2 separate regions of the Sus scrofa genome follow, and region 2 is linked to region 1. The links are chromatin contacts, called in public Hi-C maps. All regions are on one chromosome and are shown on one strand. The core of a region is the stretch at or near the end of the contact, and the rest is flanking DNA. Distances in the headings are between cores, read along the strand shown. Region 1 holds the start of CMTM6 (CKLF-like MARVEL transmembrane domain-containing protein 6). Region 2 has its middle 16 kb from the start of CCR4.

Region 1 (6,656 bases), core at 2,984-5,483:
TTCAGACTTTTTCTTTGCCTTCCTGAACACTATTTCCTGTGTTCTCCTGCTCTAAACACTCCTTTTTTCTCTGCCTTTTCTTTACTTTTTCTCCCACTCCTGCCAGAGTTCTAGCCCAAATACCCTTCTTTCTATAGGTTCTTCCCTTGAACATTTACGTGGTTCTGTTAGCACAATGAGCATCTAGCAAATGCTGTTTCTCCTCCAGATCCATATTTGAAACTATGTAACTAGAACTTCCCTTGAACTTCCCTGTGGACCAGACACCTCAGTGTGAACGCTCATCTGGGTTCGTCATCTTCCCTATGTTAAGACAAAAGATCCAAAACCTGGACATATGCAAAAGGATTACTGAGTGCCCTTCAATGCCATGTATCAGACTAGAGCATCAGCAAAGCGTGGTCCTGGACCACCAGCATCAGCGCATCTTGGAACTTGTTAGAAATATGAACTCAGATTCCACTCAAGATCTCCTGAGTCAAATGCTTTGGAGGAGAGCCCTGGAAATCTGTGAATCAACAGGCCCTCCCAGTGATTCTGTTGAGAATTTGAGGTGAGAACTGCTGAGCTGGAGCAGGATCAGCTTGTGGGTAAATCCAGCCCAGTGCCTGTTATTATAAAGTTTTACAGGAGAATTTTCCTTTCTTTTATTTGATGTATTTTTTTCCTCTATAAGATTTCTCATTTCAGTGTAGCAAGCCCCAGTGTTTATTCAGTATTGTTTATTCATTGCTGAAGATGAACGTTTTCTGTGTGGATGCCCCCATCAGAAGGGCTCCCTAATCATCACTTGGTGTCCAGGGGGGAATGGTTCCAGGACACCCCTGCAGCAGGATACCAGAACCCTCAGATGCTCTAGTCCCTTATATAAAAAGGCATGGTATTTGTATATAATCTATGCACATCCTCTCTTACATTTAATTAATTAATTAATTTTTTTTGCTGGTCCTGTGGCATGTGGAAGTGCTTGGGCCAGGGCCTGAACCCTCGCCACAGCAGCAATCCAAGCTGTTGCAGTGACAACACCTGACCCTTAACCCACTGTGTCACAAGAGAACCCCCTCTCCTATACATTTTCAATCATCTCTATTTTATTTATAATACCTAATGTGGTGCAAATGTAATGTAAGCAATTCCTGGCATGCAGCAAGTTCAAGTTTTGCTTTTTGGAGCTTTCTGGAAGATATATATTTTAATACTTTCTATCATGGTTGGTTGAGGCTACAGCCATGGAACCCACGGAACAGAAGGCCAACTATGTAAATGCTTTGTTCATGGAGCCCTAAAATCTTCAGTTGGTCTTTTAATTCATTAAGAAATGTAAGCAATGCACACCTGTTTTTAAAAAACTGGCAGGAATATTAAGTGTCTAAATCCTAAGCACCCTCAAATCAATCAGAGCAAAGGAGGTTATGGCACAACTGCTGTCTCCTACCTAATAGCTTTCATTCCCTTCACATTATATTTCCATCACATCGTAAGACAATGTTCCTCCATTATGGATAGATTTCTCACCAGTATTATCTGGAGAGCTTCTTACAAAAGCATATTCCTGAGACCTATCCAAATTCAGACACTTTGGGGCTGGATCTCCAAGAATCTTTTTTTTTTTTGGTGTTCCTGTCGTGGCTCAGTGGTTAAAGAATCTGATTAGCATCCATGAGGATGCAGGTTTGATCCCCAACCTTGCTAAGTCTGGTAAGGATCTGGCAATGCCATGAGCTTTTGTGTAGGTTGCAGATGCCACTCAGATCTTGCATTGCTGTGGCTGTGACTGTGGCCAGCAGCTACAGCTCCGATTAGACCCCTAGCCTGGGAACCTCCAAACGCTGCGGGTGTGGCCCTAAAAACTAAAAAAAAAAAAAAAAAAAAAGATTCTTATGCACCCTGAAGTTTGTGAATCACAGGCTACATTCTTACCCTCTTCTAAGTTCAAAGAGAAGAAGAGACTCCTTTAGTATTGCCCAAGTGCACCATAAACAAACCAAGACCATTGAAAGAGCCATCCATCTTCTCTCTCATAGTCTCCTTTTTCTTTGTAACTTTCCCTCAGTATTTTATTTTGAAACTATCCAAACACAGAAAAGTTGAAATAACTGTACAGTGGACACCCATATACTACTCCATTGACATGTTCCTGCAGTTGCTTTTTCACCAGACTCTCCTTTTACTCATATCTTTATTCATTAACCCATCTTTTTGGGAGGGGGCGATGAATTTCTAAGTAAATTTCAGATGCAGGTAGTGACTTATTTGGGATGATGGTGATTTGAAGAATAACAAAGCACTGAATTCTTAGAGCCCTGGTGAAAACACAGTGGCTTTATTGGACAGGATTTGTTGGCTGCTTTGCCTCAGCAAGAGGTTCAGAATGTTCAATTAAAGATAGAAGGATAGCTTTGGCTGACTGTAGAGTCCCTCCCCATCTTCCTGCAGGGTAGTATCTACTTGTCTCTATTTATTTGAATGGAACCTTTTGTTTTGTTACTAGGGGGAAAAAAAGGGAAGTTTGGGGCTGTGGAGAACAGAAGATAAATGTGGAAACAGAGGGCAGCAGTAACCCCTTCCCTCCTCCATGGGTCTTGAGGCCCTAATGGATAGCCGGTTTGAGGTTTGCTGGGCTAGCGGTTAGCAAGGCCATGAGTCAGACTGCCTAGGCCTACATTCCAGTTGCCCCTGGGTGTTTGACCTTGGATGTTATCCTTGGCCTCTTGGCCTTATTTCCAAACTGAATTTGAGTCTGCTTACCCACTGCATAGCAAAGCCAGCTGACTGACACCCAGTCATAGTGATGGAAAGTACAGCATTTATTGCATAGCCCAGCAAAGAGCATGAATGGCTAGTATTCAAAAGATCAGAACTTCTCGATGGTTTTCTGGGGAGGGCTCTAAAGGCAACATTTGGGGTGAGAGTTGAAGGGGGCGTGACTTACTTCTGATTGGTTGATGGTACTGTAACAACCTTCAGGTTTCAAAAATCTTCATCACCCACCTTCTGGTTCCAACCAGAAGTGTGGCGTCTATGTGCTTGTTGTCAGCATGTAGCTACTATTCTTCACCTGAGTGGGGGGACTTGGTTCCTGCAGAACAACTCAAAATCTGTGTCAGATGTTATGTGCATCCCCTGAGGAGGAGCTAGGACTCTATTCACTGAACTGTTGTTTCTTGCTTTTCTTTCTGCATTCCTCACTTCTCTAATTAGTAACCGCTTGACTCTGCTCTTTGGAGCTCAGGAAAGGCCTAGGAGACTAAAGCCTTTTTCTACAGGCAAGAAACAAGGGGACACAGATGGGCCTTTGTACCTGGAAGGGCTTGGTTTAAGCCTTAGTTTTCTCATCTGTAAAACTTATGACAGTACCTACATTACGTTGTTTTGGAGAAATATGTGTGCCTGGCATATGACTGGATCAACTTCAGTAGATAAAATATAATTACTTTTTTTTTTCAGGGCTGCACCCACGGCACATGGAGGTTCCCAGGCTAGGGCTTCAATAGCAGCTGTAGCTACTGGCCTACACCACAGCCACAGCAATGAGGGATCTGAGCCATGACTGTGACCAACACCATGACTCATAGCAACATAGCAACGCTGGATCCTTAACCCACTGAGCTAGGCCAGGGATCGAATCTGTATCCTCGTGGATACTAGTCAGGTTTTTTTCTGCTGAGCCACAACAAGAACTCCTAATTGATAAGTCTAAGTTCACCAAAATTAACATGTGATCGTAGCAGCTGGTGAACAAGAAAGAGACAAGTAAATTGAACAATTTTGACAAGTAAGCCTAAAACCTCAGAGAGAAGCAGGAGAGAGCTTCCTTAAAATACTTCCAGACAGCCCATAGCATTTAAAATGAAATCCAATTTTTCCCTTGCTGTGCAAGCCCCCTGCATTATCTGGTCTCTGACTACATCTTCAGCTTCACCTACTTCTCCCTTACTTAACCTAGCCACACTAGCCCTTTCAAACTGCGCCGAACTCGTTCAGTCCTCAGGAATTTTGCACCTGCGGTTCCCCTTCTTTGAGTCTCTCCAAGTCGTTATAAGTCTCGATGCGTAAGGCCTCGCGGCAGGGGGCGGGACTAGAGTGAGGCGGAGGCGGGGCCGAGCGGAGGCGGGGCCGAGCGGAGGCGGGGCCGAGCGGAGGCGGGGCCGAGCGGAGGCGGGGCCGAGCGGAGGCGGGGCCGAGCGGAGGCGGGGCCGAGCGGAGGCGGGACCGGGGCGGGGTCGGCCGGAAGCGGGCGGAGGCCCAGGAAGTGACGGCCTTCGCGGAGTCCGCCGAGACTGAGACGCCAGCAGCTCTCTTGCGTCCCTGGGCCCTGGGCGATGGAGAACGGAGCGGTCTACAGCCCCACCACAGAGGCGCACCCAGCCCCCTCCAGAGGCGCCCGGAGAGGCCTCTCCAGCTACTTCACCTTAAAGCGGCTCAAGGGGCCCTTGCGAATCCTCAAATTTATGCAGCTGGTGAGTCTGCGGGCTGGGCGGGAGAGAGGAGGTTGCGGAGCCGCCCTCAACCTGGCTGTTGGAAGGGGCAGTTTCCACACCCCCAGTGACTTCCCCCTCTGCCTGGGAAGGGGCTGTTTCCTTCCGGGCTCCCCCTTCCCACCGGCCCCCTCCTCTCCTGGTACGTCCGGGTTGAGTTCCCGGTGGCGACCTAGGACCCCTCAGTGTGTTTGGCGGGCGCAGGAAGTGCGTGGGGGAGACCCAGGTCGTCCACGCAGACTTTCAACTTCCATAGCGACTTTCATCGCTTCTCCCAGCTATTACTCTGGGAACATTATCTCCCGAAGTCCTCATATTTAGGAAATGAAATGCTTTTTTTTATCTTTCTCTGGTTTTTGCGGTTTTCCTGGTGCGCGCCGATGGGGGCAGTTTAATTTGTTGGACAGAGTCTTTGGATACTGCGCATGGTGTTGAGATGTGTGTGTCCTAAATTGTCTCCAAATAGTTATATATTGGCTGGAAAAGAATTGTTCCTGAATAAGCAATATGTGTGTACTAAATACAAAGTCAAAAGGACAACCTTTTTTTGGTGTGTTTGTACGCAGGTAGCAGTGCCAGGGCACGGTGTACTTCTTTTTCAGTTTCATTGAATTTCAGTTTATTTTAGGCTTTGGTTAAGGACCTTAAACCTATTAGTGAAAATATCAAAACATCTCTGAGGTTTAAATTTTAATTCAAGTCACACACACATCGTTGCTGTTTTAAGCAATGATGAATAACATTTTCTGCCAGAGGGAAAATCAGACTGTTTAGCATTTCTAGTTTATGGGTTGGTTTGGTTTGTTTAACCATCCCACGTGAAAATAGCCAGTTGGTTTCCTTCGGAAGAAATTAAGTTCTTAGAACTCAGATAACCAGAATTTATATTCTTAGAACTCATATGACCTACTTTTATTGTATAGAAGAATAGCAGTGGGAAAACTAATGCTACTTTTTAGCCACTTCTGGGAATAATTAGGAAATCACGTGGAGGCAAGTGACAGGCCTATGGAACTTAGGAGGGTCTGGCTCTACTTTTAGTTCCAAACTGGCAAGCTTTCTGTTCTTAGCAGGTTCAGTTTCCTTTCTGCCATTGTTCCTTTGCATGGATCCTTCTTTCTACCCAGAAGGGCTTCCTTCTGCCCTTCCTCTTGTCAGTTCTCACATGACTTTTAGATACAAGCTATATTTGTCTGCCTTAGAGCTAAAATGTTTCTAAATAGTAGAACTCTTTAGAACAGAAAAGAATAAATATTCATCTGAAGTACTCTTGGTGCTCAGAAGACATATCAATATTGGTCTCTTGTACATTAAATTTCTTTTAGGTTGCCATTATATTTCCTTTCTAATCAGAACTGGCAAATCTAAAGTAAAATTTCTCATTACCTTTGTTATTATAGTTTAATAAACCAAAGTTCCATATCTTTATAATAGAATACAACCAAAAGTGGGGTAGTGGACTTTTTTTTTTTTTTTTTTGGTCTTTTTGCCTTTTCTTGGGCTGCTCTCACAGCATATGGGGGTTCCCAGGCTAGGGGTCGAATCGGATAGCCGCCAGCTTACGCCACAGCCACAGCAACAGGGGATCTGAGCCGCATCTGCGGCCTACACCACAGCTCACGGCAAAGCTGCATCCTTAACCCACTGAGCAGGGCCAGGAATCGAACCCGCAGCCTAATGGTTCCTAGTCGGATTGGTTAACTACTGAGACACGACAGGAACTCCAAGGGTAGTAGACTTTTTACTTGAATGTGGAGAGGAGGGGAAAGATGAGTTTGCCTTGTAAAGTTGTTAGACTATTCCTGCTTGTTCTCCATCATCCATAAAGAGAAAGTGAAAGAGTAACATCTGATGTCTCTTCGTGAAATCCATTTATTTGTTTATGGGAACTTGTAATTTACAAAATCACTTTTCCTTAATGTAGATGTTTAAAATTTTCCATTATTGCCTTTCATTTCAATGATTGCCTTTTTGTTCCTGCTTTGTCTCTATGAACATCTTACCTCTTGATGACATCATAAGAGTTACCCAGAAAGTCCCAAGAAGTTATATATGGAGTAAGTGAAAAGTGTCATCTAGCCTGGGGCAACAGGCAAAATCTTCTTTGCCTTAACTCAGATTCTGCCTTTAGGTTGTTTTACTTTAGCTAACTTATTTTTTAATTAAATGTAATTGGAG
Region 2 (5,828 bases), core at 3,171-5,670, 360 kb before region 1:
ATGATCTACCCTTCATATTCTAACCTCATTGCTACTAAATTCCACTCTCTCAACACTAAACCTTTGCCTCTAAGATGCCATCAGACAGTTCTGTGGTGCAGTGGGTTAAGGATCTGGCACTGCTTCCAGCAGCAGCTTGTGTAGTTGCCATGGCCTAGTTTGATCCCTGGATAGGAACTTCCATTTTGCAGCCAAAAAATTAAAAGCTGCCACTAGGCATGTTGCCACCTCCGGTCCTTTGCATTTGATTTTTCCTCTGCTTCAAATATTCTTCTTTCAGGTATGTTCGGAAATTCTCCCATTCCTTTCAAGTTTTTACCAAAAAATTATTTTCCAAATGAGGGTTTAAATGAAAATTTAAACCCTCTGATATATCCTATCAATCCCCACTCTGCTTTCTTTTTCTCCCTTGCATTTCCTATTATATAAAATACCAAATATTCTATTTTCTTATTCCTTTACCAAATAAAAAATTTACAGTATTTAGGTGTACAGCACAGTAATGCAGTATTTTTGCAGTTTAAACTCCATGTAACTACAAGATAATGTCTCTTGCTATACCATCTTTGTCGTTTACCTATTTCATACATAGTAATTTGTATCTATTTATCCCATACCCCTAAGTTTGTCCCTCCCCCCTTCTTCCTTTGTTAACCATGTTTATTTTCTTTATCTGTGTCTGTTTCAGTTTTGCATATACATTCATTTACATTAGATTCCACGTAAAAGTTATATAATATTTGACTTACTACACTAAGCACAATATTCTCTAGGTCCATTCACATTATAGCAAATGGCAGAATTTCATTCTTTTTATGGTTGGATAACATTCCATTGTATATATATGCCATATCTAGGAAGATGATCTGTTAATGGGTACTTGGACTGCTTCCATGTCTTGGCTGTGGTAAATAGCGTAGATATTAACATCAGGGTGCATGATGGAGTTCCCGTTGTAGCTCAACAGAAATGAATCTGACTAGGATCCATGAGGACAAAGGTTCCATCCCTGGCCTCACTCAGTGGGTTAAGGATCTGGGTTGCTGTGAGCTGTGGTAGAGTCGAAGACGTGACTCAGATCCCACGTTGCAGTGACTGTGGTGTAGGCCGGCAGCTACAGCTCCAACTTGACCCCTAGCCTGGGAAGCTCCATACGCCACGCGTGCATCCTTAAATAGCAAAAAAAAAAAAAAACCAACCAAACAAAAAAAAACAAAGAAGAAAGAAAAGGGGGGGGGCGTGTATCTTTTTTTAGTGTATATATATATATATATATATTTTTTTTTTTTTTGTCTTTTTTGCTACTTCTTGGGCCGCTCCCGCGGCATATGAAGGTTCCCAGGCTAGGGGTCGAATCGGAGCTGTAGCCACCAGCCTAGGCCAGAGCCACAGCAACGCAGGATCCAAGCCGCGTCTGCAACCTACACCACAGCTCATGGCAACGCTGGATCGTTAACCCACTAAGCAAGGGCAGGGACCGAACCTGAAACCTTGTGGTTCCTAGTCGGATTCGTTAACCACTGCGCCACGATGGGAACTCCGCATTTTTTTTTTTTTTTTGCTATTTCTTTGGGCCGCTCCCGCGGCATATGGAGGTTCCCAGGCTAGGGGTCGAATCAGAGCTGTAGCCACTGGCCTACGCCAGAGCCACAGCAACGCAGGATCCGAGCCGCGTCTGCAACCTACACCACAGCTCACGGCAACGCTGGATCGTTAACCCACTGAGCAAGGCCAGGGACCGAACCCGCAACCTCATGGTTCCTAGTCGGATTCGTTAACCACTGTGCCACGGCAGGAACTCCCACGCATTTGTTTTTTGATACTAAGTTGTATGAACTGTTTATATATTTTGAAAACTAACCCCTTGTCACATCATTTGCAAATATTTTCTCCCATTCTGTAGGGTTTTTTTTTTTTCCATTTTGTGAATGGTTTCCTTTGCTGTGCAAAAGCTTTTAAGTTTAGTCTCATTCATTTATTTTAGTAATAACAGGTGTTTGAAGATGGTAAAAGGTTTAGTAATAACATTAATGGAGATTAACATAAATTGAAGTTACAGCAGCCTTTTCAAAAATGAAAAACCCTAATTTGATTAATTTTATTCTTTCATACTGACATGAGTAAAATGAATAACAGAACTCTAAAAGATGAACTATTGAGGAGTTCCCATCATGGCGCAGCGGAAACAAATCCGACTAGGAACCATGAGGTCGCGGGTTCGATCCCTGGCCTCGCTCAGTGGGCTAAGGATCTGGCATTGCCGTGAGCTGTGGCATAGGTCAGGGGCTGTAGCTCCGATTCAACCCCTAGCCTAGGAACCTCCATATGCCACGACTGTGGCCCTAAAAAGCATGCATGCATGCATAAATAAATAAATAAAAGATGAACTATGGAGTATTTACTTTGTAATATACATTCTACTGAGTGTATATCTACTATCCATTCCAACCCTCACAATAATTCTATAAGAGGCTTTTTACATTATCTTTCATATGTCAATGGGGAAAATGAGATACAAACATATTAGCAGCCATGTCAACAACTTAAAGCTGGTAAGTGATGGAGACGAGATTAATATCCAGTGCTTGAACTTTGAATTATCTTTACCTGGCATCTTATCTGGCTAGCAGAAGTCAGACCATACCACTGAGAGGTTGAGGTTCCATGAGTCCACAAGGACCCTCAACTCTCCTAAAAACTAGTTTCAAATTACACACAAGAACTTGGATGGACTGCAAAGTAATTATGTTGAATGAAAAATGGTTACAAACTGTATGTCTCCCTTTTAAAACATTCTCGCCAAAATTACAGAGATTGAGAACAGATCAGTGGTTTCCTTGTGTTGGGTGCAGGCTTTATCTCATAAGTTACCCCTAAGAATAACCCCCACGAAGTGGTCAATACCCATCTCCTTGTTTTCTTTTGATTTCCTGATGGTTTTCCTCTGCCCCAAGGAACAGTCTTCCTTTACTTCCATGCTCACTTCTACAGCACCTTCTTGGGGCTTCACCCTGGCAATTCTTCCTTCCAATCAAGTAAGGACAGGAGCCACCTCACTTGAGCTAGTTTTTCTTTTTGCTCCCAGGGGAGAGAGAGATATGATATATATATATATCACAATTTTTCTCAAACTATGAATTAGGAAACATGCATTAGTTTCTAATTATGAACAAAAGTACAGTGTGATGTCAAGAAGGGGCCAACATGTTCATCAAAGAGCAAATCCAGGAGCCTCCATGGTGGCTCAGCGGAACGAATCTGACTAACATCTATGAGGATACAGATTCGATCCCTGGCCTCGTTCATGGGTTAAGGATCCAGCGTTTCTGTGACTGGTATAGGCAGGCAGCTGTAGCTCCGATTGGACCCTTAGCCTGGGAACCTGCATATGCCACGGGTGCGGCCCTAAAAAGACAAAAAAAGAGCGAATCCAATCACCACAAAGAAGATCGAAGGTTGATAAACAATTGTCCTTTCAGCCTCTCTGTCTCTTCGACACTACATAAGATCTGGGCCCCTATGGCCTCGTCTCCAGGCTGCAGTTAGAGACTTAATGAGGAGGGGAAACGGCCCAGGGTTGGTGGCCAGAGGGGCTGCTATGCTCTGAGGCAGATTTGGGAGAAAACGAGGCCCGGCTCCTCCACAGCCCAGCCTTCGCCTGGGCGGCTCCTCCGTCTTCCACAGCTCTGAGGTAAGAGCTGCTGCCCAGGTCCCACAGCCGCCCCTTCCCCACATCCTGGCGCCCAGTCCTTTCCCTTCTCCCGAGTCAAGTCAAGTCAAGTTACCTGTCAGGGCCCAAAGAGCGTGTGAAGAGACTGCATGTGGCCCACTACTGTTGGCGGTTAACTGCCACCTCTCACAAGTTTGGCTCAGTGTGTGTCTGAGCATGCGCTCCTCCCAGCCAATCAGAGGCAAGGGAGGCCTGAGGGACACCTCTGAGTGGCTGGCCTGGAGAGGCGTCTTGCAGCCAATCAGAGCCAAACGAGCTCCGAGGCTGCATCGCCAGTGGATGTGTTATTTCATTCATATGCACCCAGGTGGATAGGAGTGACCTATCCAGAGGCAGCCGACTTGCGGCCAGTTAGGGCCAAGAAAGTGAGGCATGTCTTGAGAGTTCTTATGGGGCAAGAGCCACAGGAACATCTAGTGGCTGTCAGGGCTCAGCGCTCTGAATAATTGGAAGCTGAGAACTGCTGAATAACATGGGCCTGAACTCACACTGATTCCTTCTGCCATAAATGCTCTTCTCGCTTTCCTTACCAGTTGAATACAGTGCTTCCTTCAGAGGCCAACGCAATGCCATCTTCTTCTCTAAGCTTCCCCCAACCTGGGAGAATCCAACCTCAAGAAGACCGGCCCTGTCAGCCTGCATTGAGACTGCCCATCCTATCAGACTAAGAGCTTGTCACACAGCCAGGAAATGGAGGCAGATTGCATAACATCAACTTGCAAGGGCTTTGGAGGCTGAGGCCAAGCTTCACTCAGAGCCAGATTTCATAACCTCTAAGATTTGTGGCCTGAGGGAAGGGAATTATCCCCTCTAAGATCAGCTTTCTCATCTGCAAAAAGGAGGAAGGTGGTAAAGCCTCCATTTGAATTGTTGGATGAATTGAACTGTAAGTAAAGGGACAGCACAGGCTCTTGTCATTTCCCCAGCTATCTGGGGAATGTGGGAGTCCAGGGGCTGAGGAGTGGGCAGGGGATTGGTAGCATCTTCTGGTTACTAAAGGCTTTTTTAGCAAAAGGCGTTTCCAGATTGGTGGCAGCTCAGGATGGCACTGGCAGAACTGGACCCAGGAGATGTTCTTTAGCTGAAGAAAATGTTTGCGTAGGAGGTAGGTCCCCATACCAGAAGGGTTCCAGCAGAAAGAGGCTGTGTCTGGATTTGAACAAACAGACCCCTCAGACCTTATCCCAGTCTTGTAATCTGTGACTGGGAAGTGAAGAGGTGCTGCAGCATTTTCCCTTCTGGACCCAAGCCTCCTTGTCTCTAAAATGAGAGGACTGGGTTGCACATCTCTAGGTGGGGAACTGGGTTAGAGAAGGCAGTTCAACATTAGAAAAAAACTCAGCACCTCCAAAGCCTCTCACTGTACATACTGACCTCATGGCCTTTCATCAGGAATGCCTTCTCCCACCCTACCCCTATATCCTCTACCACCTCTCTCACTAGTCCCTCCATGTCCAACATTATTAAATACTAAAAATCTGACTGTCCTCTGAGGACACTCATTTGTCTCTAACCTTCTCCAGAGTGGCTGCTCTTTCTCAAACACTCTTGGCTCTGAAGGATTTAGAGGAGAAAAAGATGAGGAAGGTGCAATGATCTGGCATGGAGGAGATGAGAACTGGGAGCCCAAAGGTAAGGCAGCTTTACCTGTGAGGAGGCAGCAGCACTGAATTAGGGGCTTCTGAGAGCTGGGATTTCTGGTCTAGAACCCTCAGAGGTCTTTCCTGAGCATTAGATGGCAAAATCTGGGGAAGAGAATGAAGCTCTCCAGTGAGTCACCAGAATCAACAGAAAGGTTTAGAACCTGGGTCAGAAAGAGCACCCCTCCCCATGCCGCAGGTTTGGGCTCCTGTGTGACACTGAACAAACCACTGAACCATTGAATGAAACTCCACTTCTCCTGTCAACAAGCCTTCTAGGTCTCCACTGGTATGCTTTCCTTAGCTCCAGCTCTTCCCATCTATTCTCAGTCCCCATTCTGGGCTTATCTCCTGCTTCTCATCCCTCCTCCGGCCTTCTGCACCTACCATAGAATGACTCTCCCACCTCTCGGCCATCCCTATGCCCTTATCATCCCACCCAGCAGAGCCAAACAAGT

What was found. A called contact is a pair of places that touch in the nucleus more often than the background predicts.
Region 2: a contact with region 1 is called in a Hi-C map of omental adipose tissue, with 2.1 times the contacts expected there. The contact joins the enhancer-like site here to the promoter of CMTM6 in region 1. A contact is called at or near these places in 8 of 47 Hi-C or Micro-C datasets (brain, embryonic fibroblasts, fetal heart ventricle and 5 more) and 1 of 2 datasets of contacts at active chromatin or transcription factors (alveolar macrophages).

What each region holds. Positions count from the first base shown.
Region 1 is chr13:18,483,117-18,489,772 of Sscrofa11.1, reverse strand. It overlaps CMTM6 (CKLF-like MARVEL transmembrane domain-containing protein 6), which reads left to right and starts at 4,233. Exons shown (of 6, transcript XM_021071540.1): 1 at 4,233-4,460. The coding sequence starts at 4,323.
Region 2 is chr13:18,842,088-18,847,915 of Sscrofa11.1, reverse strand. No RefSeq gene overlaps it. Among named protein-coding and RNA genes, the nearest start is that of CCR4, 16 kb to the left of the region's middle. Within about 2 kb of position 4,420, at least 7 of the 83 cell types and tissues checked have an H3K27ac peak or open chromatin away from gene starts, as enhancers often do. A contact at or near this core is called in alveolar macrophages and omental adipose tissue, where this site is marked.